2 separate regions of the Pan troglodytes genome follow, and region 1 is linked to region 2. A link is a contact called in public HiChIP or PLAC-seq data. All regions are on one chromosome and are shown on one strand. The core of a region is the stretch at or near the end of the contact, and the rest is flanking DNA. Distances in the headings are between cores, read along the strand shown.

Evidence for each region. HiChIP or PLAC-seq counts read pairs in DNA pulled down with a chosen protein or histone mark.
Region 1: a contact with region 2 is called in an H3K4me3 HiChIP or PLAC-seq map of stem cell-derived excitatory neurons, with 3 times the contacts expected there. The contact joins the promoter of NGDN here to the promoter of EFS in region 2. A contact is called at or near these places in 1 of 7 Hi-C or Micro-C datasets (stem cell-derived neural progenitor cells) and 1 of 1 datasets of contacts at active chromatin or transcription factors (stem cell-derived excitatory neurons).

What each region holds. Positions count from the first base shown.
Region 1 is chr15:21,838,860-21,841,692 of NHGRI_mPanTro3-v2.0_pri, forward strand. It overlaps NGDN (neuroguidin), which reads left to right and starts at 1,336. Exons shown (of 11, transcript XM_001163084.8): 1 at 1,336-1,876; 2 at 2,191-2,250. The coding sequence starts at 1,865.
Region 2 is chr15:21,734,892-21,738,006 of NHGRI_mPanTro3-v2.0_pri, forward strand. EFS (embryonal Fyn-associated substrate) reads right to left here and starts at 1,548. Exons shown (of 7, transcript XM_009427503.4): 1 at 1,465-1,548. The coding sequence starts at 1,482.

The sequences.
Region 1 (2,833 bases), core at 86-2,585, 100 kb after region 2:
GAAGTTGCAGTGAGCCAAGATCGCGGCATTGCACTCCAGCTTGGGCAACAGTATGAGACTCCGCTCAAAAAAAAAAAAAAAAAAAAAAAAAAAAAGGCCGGGCGCGGTGGCTTACGCCTGTAATCCCAGCACTTTGGGAGGCTGAGGCGGGCAGATCACGAGGTCAGGAGATCGAGACCATCCTAGCTAACATGGTGAAACCCTGTCTCTACTAAAAAAAAAAAAAAAAAAAAAAAAAAAAAAAAAATCAGCCGGGTGTGGTGGCAAGTGCCTGTAGTCCCAGCTACTCGGGAGGGCGAGACAGGAGAATCGCTTGAACCCGGGAGGCGGAGGTTGCAGTGAGCCGAGATCACGCCACTGCACTCCAGCTTGGGCGACAGAGTGAGACGTGGTCTCAAAAAAACCCAAAATATGGCAGTGCAATTTGTTTTCTCATTGCTATCATAAAGCATATGAACAAACTAAATTTCAAATTCCCCGAAAAGGAAAAGTTTATTGCTGATCTAATTAGACAGGTCCGAAAATTTATGTAGAAATAGAAACTTTTCATAATACAAATCTTAACAAAACATTACAAAAGCTACTGGATAATTGACTAAGTATGCTGCAACAGCGTCCTGAGCTTCCACGGTGGGCCTGAAGCAGCAAATAAATGTTAGAGGAGTGGGGACTGAACACCCTCCTGCCTTCTTGAATCCAGCAAGATCTAGATACCAGGATTTCCGTACCCCACCTGCCCAGATACAGGTGTTATTCTTAATTCCAAAAGACAGCTTCAAGTCGGTAAGATCTGATCTCTAGACCCAGCTCTGTTGGACGAGTTGTGAACAAAAAATTATACACTATCATTCACCCTTTCGGTGCTTTATTTCCTAAGGCATGGGATGGGAACAATGAGTATCCGTCCAACCTACTTCACCAGCTTGTGAAAAACCAGAGTGAGAGAACACATCTGAAAGCACTGGGTAATGATGAGGCAGGTTATACTGAAACATGCACTGCCAGAGTTTGAACCAAGTTCTGCTGAAGACCTGTGTGACCGCGGTCAGTCATGTAAATATGAACGGTTCCCCAACTTGTAAAACGTATTCTTTTCATGTCCCCAAACTGGTAGGAGCGAAGAGTGTCGGGGCGTTATTGGAGCCGTTTCTCAGCGCTCCACAGTGCACACCAAGAGGGCAGGTGTCCTCGCACTCGGTTTCTAAACTCTGGCTCTGGGCTTCTCTAGCCTCGCTCTCTTATTTACAGATGAAGAAGGCTCAGAGACCGAGTGACTTGTCCACGGTCACACAAGGAGTACTGTTACAGAATCGATTCCAGGGCCACCGGGTCTGTGAGGCATTTGGCGCGGTGGCTGTTGGATGAGCAGCCAGCAATGGCGGCTCTGCAATGTCGACACCGCAAAGCAAAGCCGAGGCCCATCACCTAGCGGCCGGTTCAGGCACTACAAGAAAAGTGCCGTGAAAAAAGACTCTGGGTGCTGCGGCAGACGGGAGCCAATACGCGCTAAGTTCGCTCTGCTAATTCCTTTTTTCTATTGGTCCTTCCAACTGTCAATCAATTATTTGCCTGTCTCTTATTGGCTTGCCGTCAATCATTTTACTCAGTCTACCAATCACACGCTCCTTGCCAAGTGCTTTTTTTTTCGTCCTGACGTCTCTTTCTGAGTCTGACGAATTTAGCCAGTTCCTTTATTCCATTGGCCAGATCAGACTCCTCCTCTCGTTTATCCTGTTGGGGGCGGAAGTGAGAGAGCCCTTATTCGTATTGGCTTAGATTTGCAAGCGGCAGTTGTCTATCAAATCTATCAAGACGCCCTTAGAGCTCAGGAAGTACGAAACCGGAAGGGGTGGGCTTTGCGAAGATGGCGGCGCTGGTGAGTTTGGTGTGGTTTCTCCCTCGCGTAGCTATTGTGGAGTTTTCCTTTGCCTTCAGCGGCTGGAGGCAAACTGTTGGTACCAGGGAAGGGTGGTGATGAAAGTTGCTTCAGGAAGGCGGCCTCCCTAGAGTTACCGTTCCTGTCCAGTAACCCAAGGGGCTGGCTTTAAGGCGAGTCTGTGAACCCGAGTGTGAAGGCCCCGAGTCTGGGTGTCTGACGGAGAGAGGGCAGTTTCCCACTCTAGACTTTCCGCTTTCTTATAATCCTGAGGAAAGAATGACTTTTCTTTACGCCTCCTCTCCCTTCTGTAGGGGGTGCTGGAGTCAGACCTGCCAAGTGCCGTGACACTTCTGAAAAATCTCCAGGAGCAAGTGAGTAGTGTCGCCTCTGGAATAAATTAGTCACGGATTGGCTTTGAGTTTGTGTGCTTCACCTCAAAACTTTGGTGATTGAGATACGTGAATGCTTCCAAAAATCTTAAGAGTAAAATGATGTAATCAAAACCTTTTCACGCCAGAATTCTAAGTAATTGATTCTGCACCCAAGGGAATACAAGAAACTCCAAAAAGAAATTATCTGAATAGTTTTCCTTTATTCATATAGCTAAGGAAACCAGTGCTTGGAATGGTAACATGACTTGCCCTTTGGGTGCCCAGGTAATATACACTTATATACGGATGCTTCTCGACTTAACGATGGAGGTTATGGCTTGATAAACCCATTGTAATTCGAAAACCTCATAAGTCGAAATTTAGGCTTGATGCCGCTGCCCAGCATCACGAGAAAAGGACGGTTTCTACCGAATGCATATTCCTTTTACACCCTCGTAAAGTGGAAATTAAGTCATAAGTCGGGGAGTTGTGTAGTTCTATGCATTGTAAGTTCAACTAGTACAAACAAAATTACAGTCCTTCAGTCACTACTCTCTCAGTCCTTTTCTCCTCCCTGTGGTTC
Region 2 (3,115 bases), core at 298-2,797:
TGCCAGAGTACGCCCAGAGGTACTCTATCTCCAGAGGGCCTCCTTCCCCACTCTGAGCTAGGGTTTCCTGGCCATCGTTACAGATTGAGGGACTAAAAGGAATGTGGGGCCAGGTGCGGTGGCTCATGCCTGTAATCTCAGCACTTTGGAAGGCTGAGGCGGATGGATTGTTTGAGCCCAGGAGTTTGAGACCAGCCTGGGCAACATGGCAAAACCCCGCCTCTACAAAAAATACAAAAAGCTGATGTGGTGGTGCGTGCTTGTAGTCCCAGCTACTCAAGAGGCTGAGGTAGGTGGATCACCTGAGCCCAGGAGGTCAAGGCTGCAGTGAGCCGTGATTGTGCCACTGCACTCCAGCCTGGGTGACAGGGTGAGACCTTGTCTCAAAAAAAATAAAAATAAAAAAATAAAAAATGGAGTTTGGTCTGAGAAAGAACCAAACTTGAACCTGTCCTCAAAGGGTATGGGAGGACATTGGGTGGCTCTGTGCTTCTCTTTCCAGTCTCTCTCCGAGAGTCCCCACTGAGAAGGGAACAGAAAGCAGGTGACGGCCTCGCTTCCCTGGGAATCTTAGGCAGGACCTAGAAGAGGGTGGAAAGGGAACAAAGCTGCCTGGATTCAGACTGCATAGACTGTAGAACAGAAAGCAGAGGTGGGGCTGTAGAGCGCTCCTCCCGGTGTTAGGACTGAGTTCTGTCCAATGGAGCCAAGCCTCTGGGCCCTGCCATTGCAGGACAGTTGTTGATGGACTGATTGATGATGGGTGTGACCACTCCTGCTCTATCCCCCAGCAGCCCAGCTGACTGGTGAGGGAATGGCCAGCCTAATGTGGGTGGCAGAGAGCCTCTGTGCTCTCTGGGAGGCCTCCTCCCACTGTCCCATCATGCCAGCTGTCTCCTCCCTTTGTCCCGATCCTTGGAAAGTGGCCTGAGGCTGGCTGACATCACCTCCCCTCCTCCCTTTCTCCTTGCCTGATCTCCCTCCTTTGCTCTATCTCCCTTTTTTCCCTATCCCTCGTCTCGAGATGGGCCTCCTTGGGTCCTTCAGCCTCTCATTTTCCGTTTTCCGTGAGCCACTAGGTCCTTTCAGCCCCCTCCAAACCTTTTACTTGCCTCCCAATCATAAGCCTCTGCCAACCACCAGTGGCCATCTGTTCCCGCCCAAAAGGAGCAGATAGGACTCGGGCTACGCTTGCCCCCTCCCCTCCATTCAGGCGCAGCCTCTAGGAAGAAAAAGGAGAATGGGGAGGGGGCGGGGAAGAGGGGCGAGCCCTGAGCCAGGAGGAGCAGGGGATGAGGAGTGAGAGGGAGAAGGGAAACAAAAGTGAGAGGAGGGGGACACAGCCTCCTGGAGAAGAAAGGGACCAAGGAGAGAGACAAAGAGAGGGCAGAAATAACGTGACAGGAGCGCAGGGCAGGCCGTGGAGGTCTCTCCCCGGTAGCCTCCACTCCCTGGTGGACTCACCGACGTGGCAATGGCCATGGCTTTGGCCTCCCGCGCAGCCTGCCTCAGGCCAGGCTCGGTTTTGCTGACTTCAGCGGTGGCTGCCCCGCACCATGGTCCGCGGCCTCTAGCCCCCAGCTGTGGCGCCTGAGTCGTGGCCTCCGCCAAGGTTGGAGGAGGAGAAAGAAAACCCACAAAACTTCCCAAATGAGAGGCAGGCTAGCCAGGCAGGAGGAGGAGCGGGGCGGGCCGGGGCGTCGCTGCGGGACGGCATCCAAGGGCGCGCGCTGCGTGCTGTCCCCGCGGCCTCCCGGGCGCCACCGGCTCGGCCAGGCCCCGGGAGCTGCCCGCCCTAGGCCGCGGGGGCGCCCCGGGCTCGCAGGATCCGAAAATTCCCTTCCGGGGCCGGGGCGGGTGAGCAGGCGGGCGCTGGGCTGCGCTCGACGCCTCTCCAGGCCGCTCAGGAGAGCCTCGAGGGCTGGGAGAAGCCGCCGGGGCGGTTGGGCTGGACGAGCGAGTTTAGGGGCCAACCGTCTCCACCCGCCGGCCGCGCTGCAGAGCGGTGCTCCCAGGGCTGGGGTCTGCGGCGACCCCGCTGGGAGGAAGGGAGAGCGAGAACTGAGACGCTTGCCCCAAGTTGCCTGGAGCCAAAGGCCCCCGAGAGCGTGGCCGTGGGGCTGGGTCGCTGGAGTGGCCGCTTCTGCCCAGACACTCGCACCCCCGGCGGCGCGGCGGTTTTCACGCGCGCACTCACTCAGCGCGCCCGGGGGTCTGAGGTCGCCGCCACGGCGCCTCGCCCCGGGCAGCAGCAACCAGCACGTAGGCACCCCTGGAACAGGCGGGACGGCCTTCCCGAAGCGCGGCCTGCGCCCAGGCGGCGGAGGGGCCCAGCCCCCTTCCAGTCCTCGGCTCCAGGGCGCAGGGCCACGAGCTCCCGCTCCCACCCTCGGCCCCTGGCACCCGGCGCCGGCTCCGCCGCCCCCTCTCACACGCACCCTTGGCAGGGCCCCGCGGGGCGCCCCAGAGCTTGAGGGCAGCTCCCAGGTGTCTCTGGGAAGGGAAAGAAAGGCCACAAAGCAAAAGAAGGAGCAAAGAGAAGGCGAAGGAGGAGCAGGGGCCCGGGTCCTGTGGACTCGCCTGGGCTGGGAGTGGGGACACTGAGAGGGCTGCGAAGGCTCCGGGGGTCGCGCGTGGCCCGCAGGCTCACCCCTGGCCCGCGGCTGCCCTTCCCTCCCCTTCCTGGGCTCCTGGCCCCTCTCAGTGCTGTTCCTTTCTCCTCCCCTCAGGCCCTCTCCTCTCCGGCGCGGGGCTCCGTCCTGGGGATTAAGAGAAAGGAGGGAGGGGAAAGGGGAGGGGAAGGGAAGGGGCGGAGGAGAAAGAGGGACGATCCTTCCAAAGGCGGGTGTTGAGTTTCAGCTCAGGACCCTCGGGTCCGACTGCCTGTGGTACCCCCCACACCCCCCACCCCCGTCCCGCCCTGGCCCTGCCCCAGTCCCCGGCGCCTTCCTCCTCCGGACTCCGCTGCAGGCCTCGCTTGCGGTGGTCCGATCGGCTTTCTCCGGGAGCTTTCCTCTCCCCGCCACGCCCCCGTCTCCCCGGCCGTCCCCGCGCCTCTCGGCCTCCCTTTCATTAGCCCCACATCTGTCTTTCCCATGGGAGGGAGCGCGCGCCT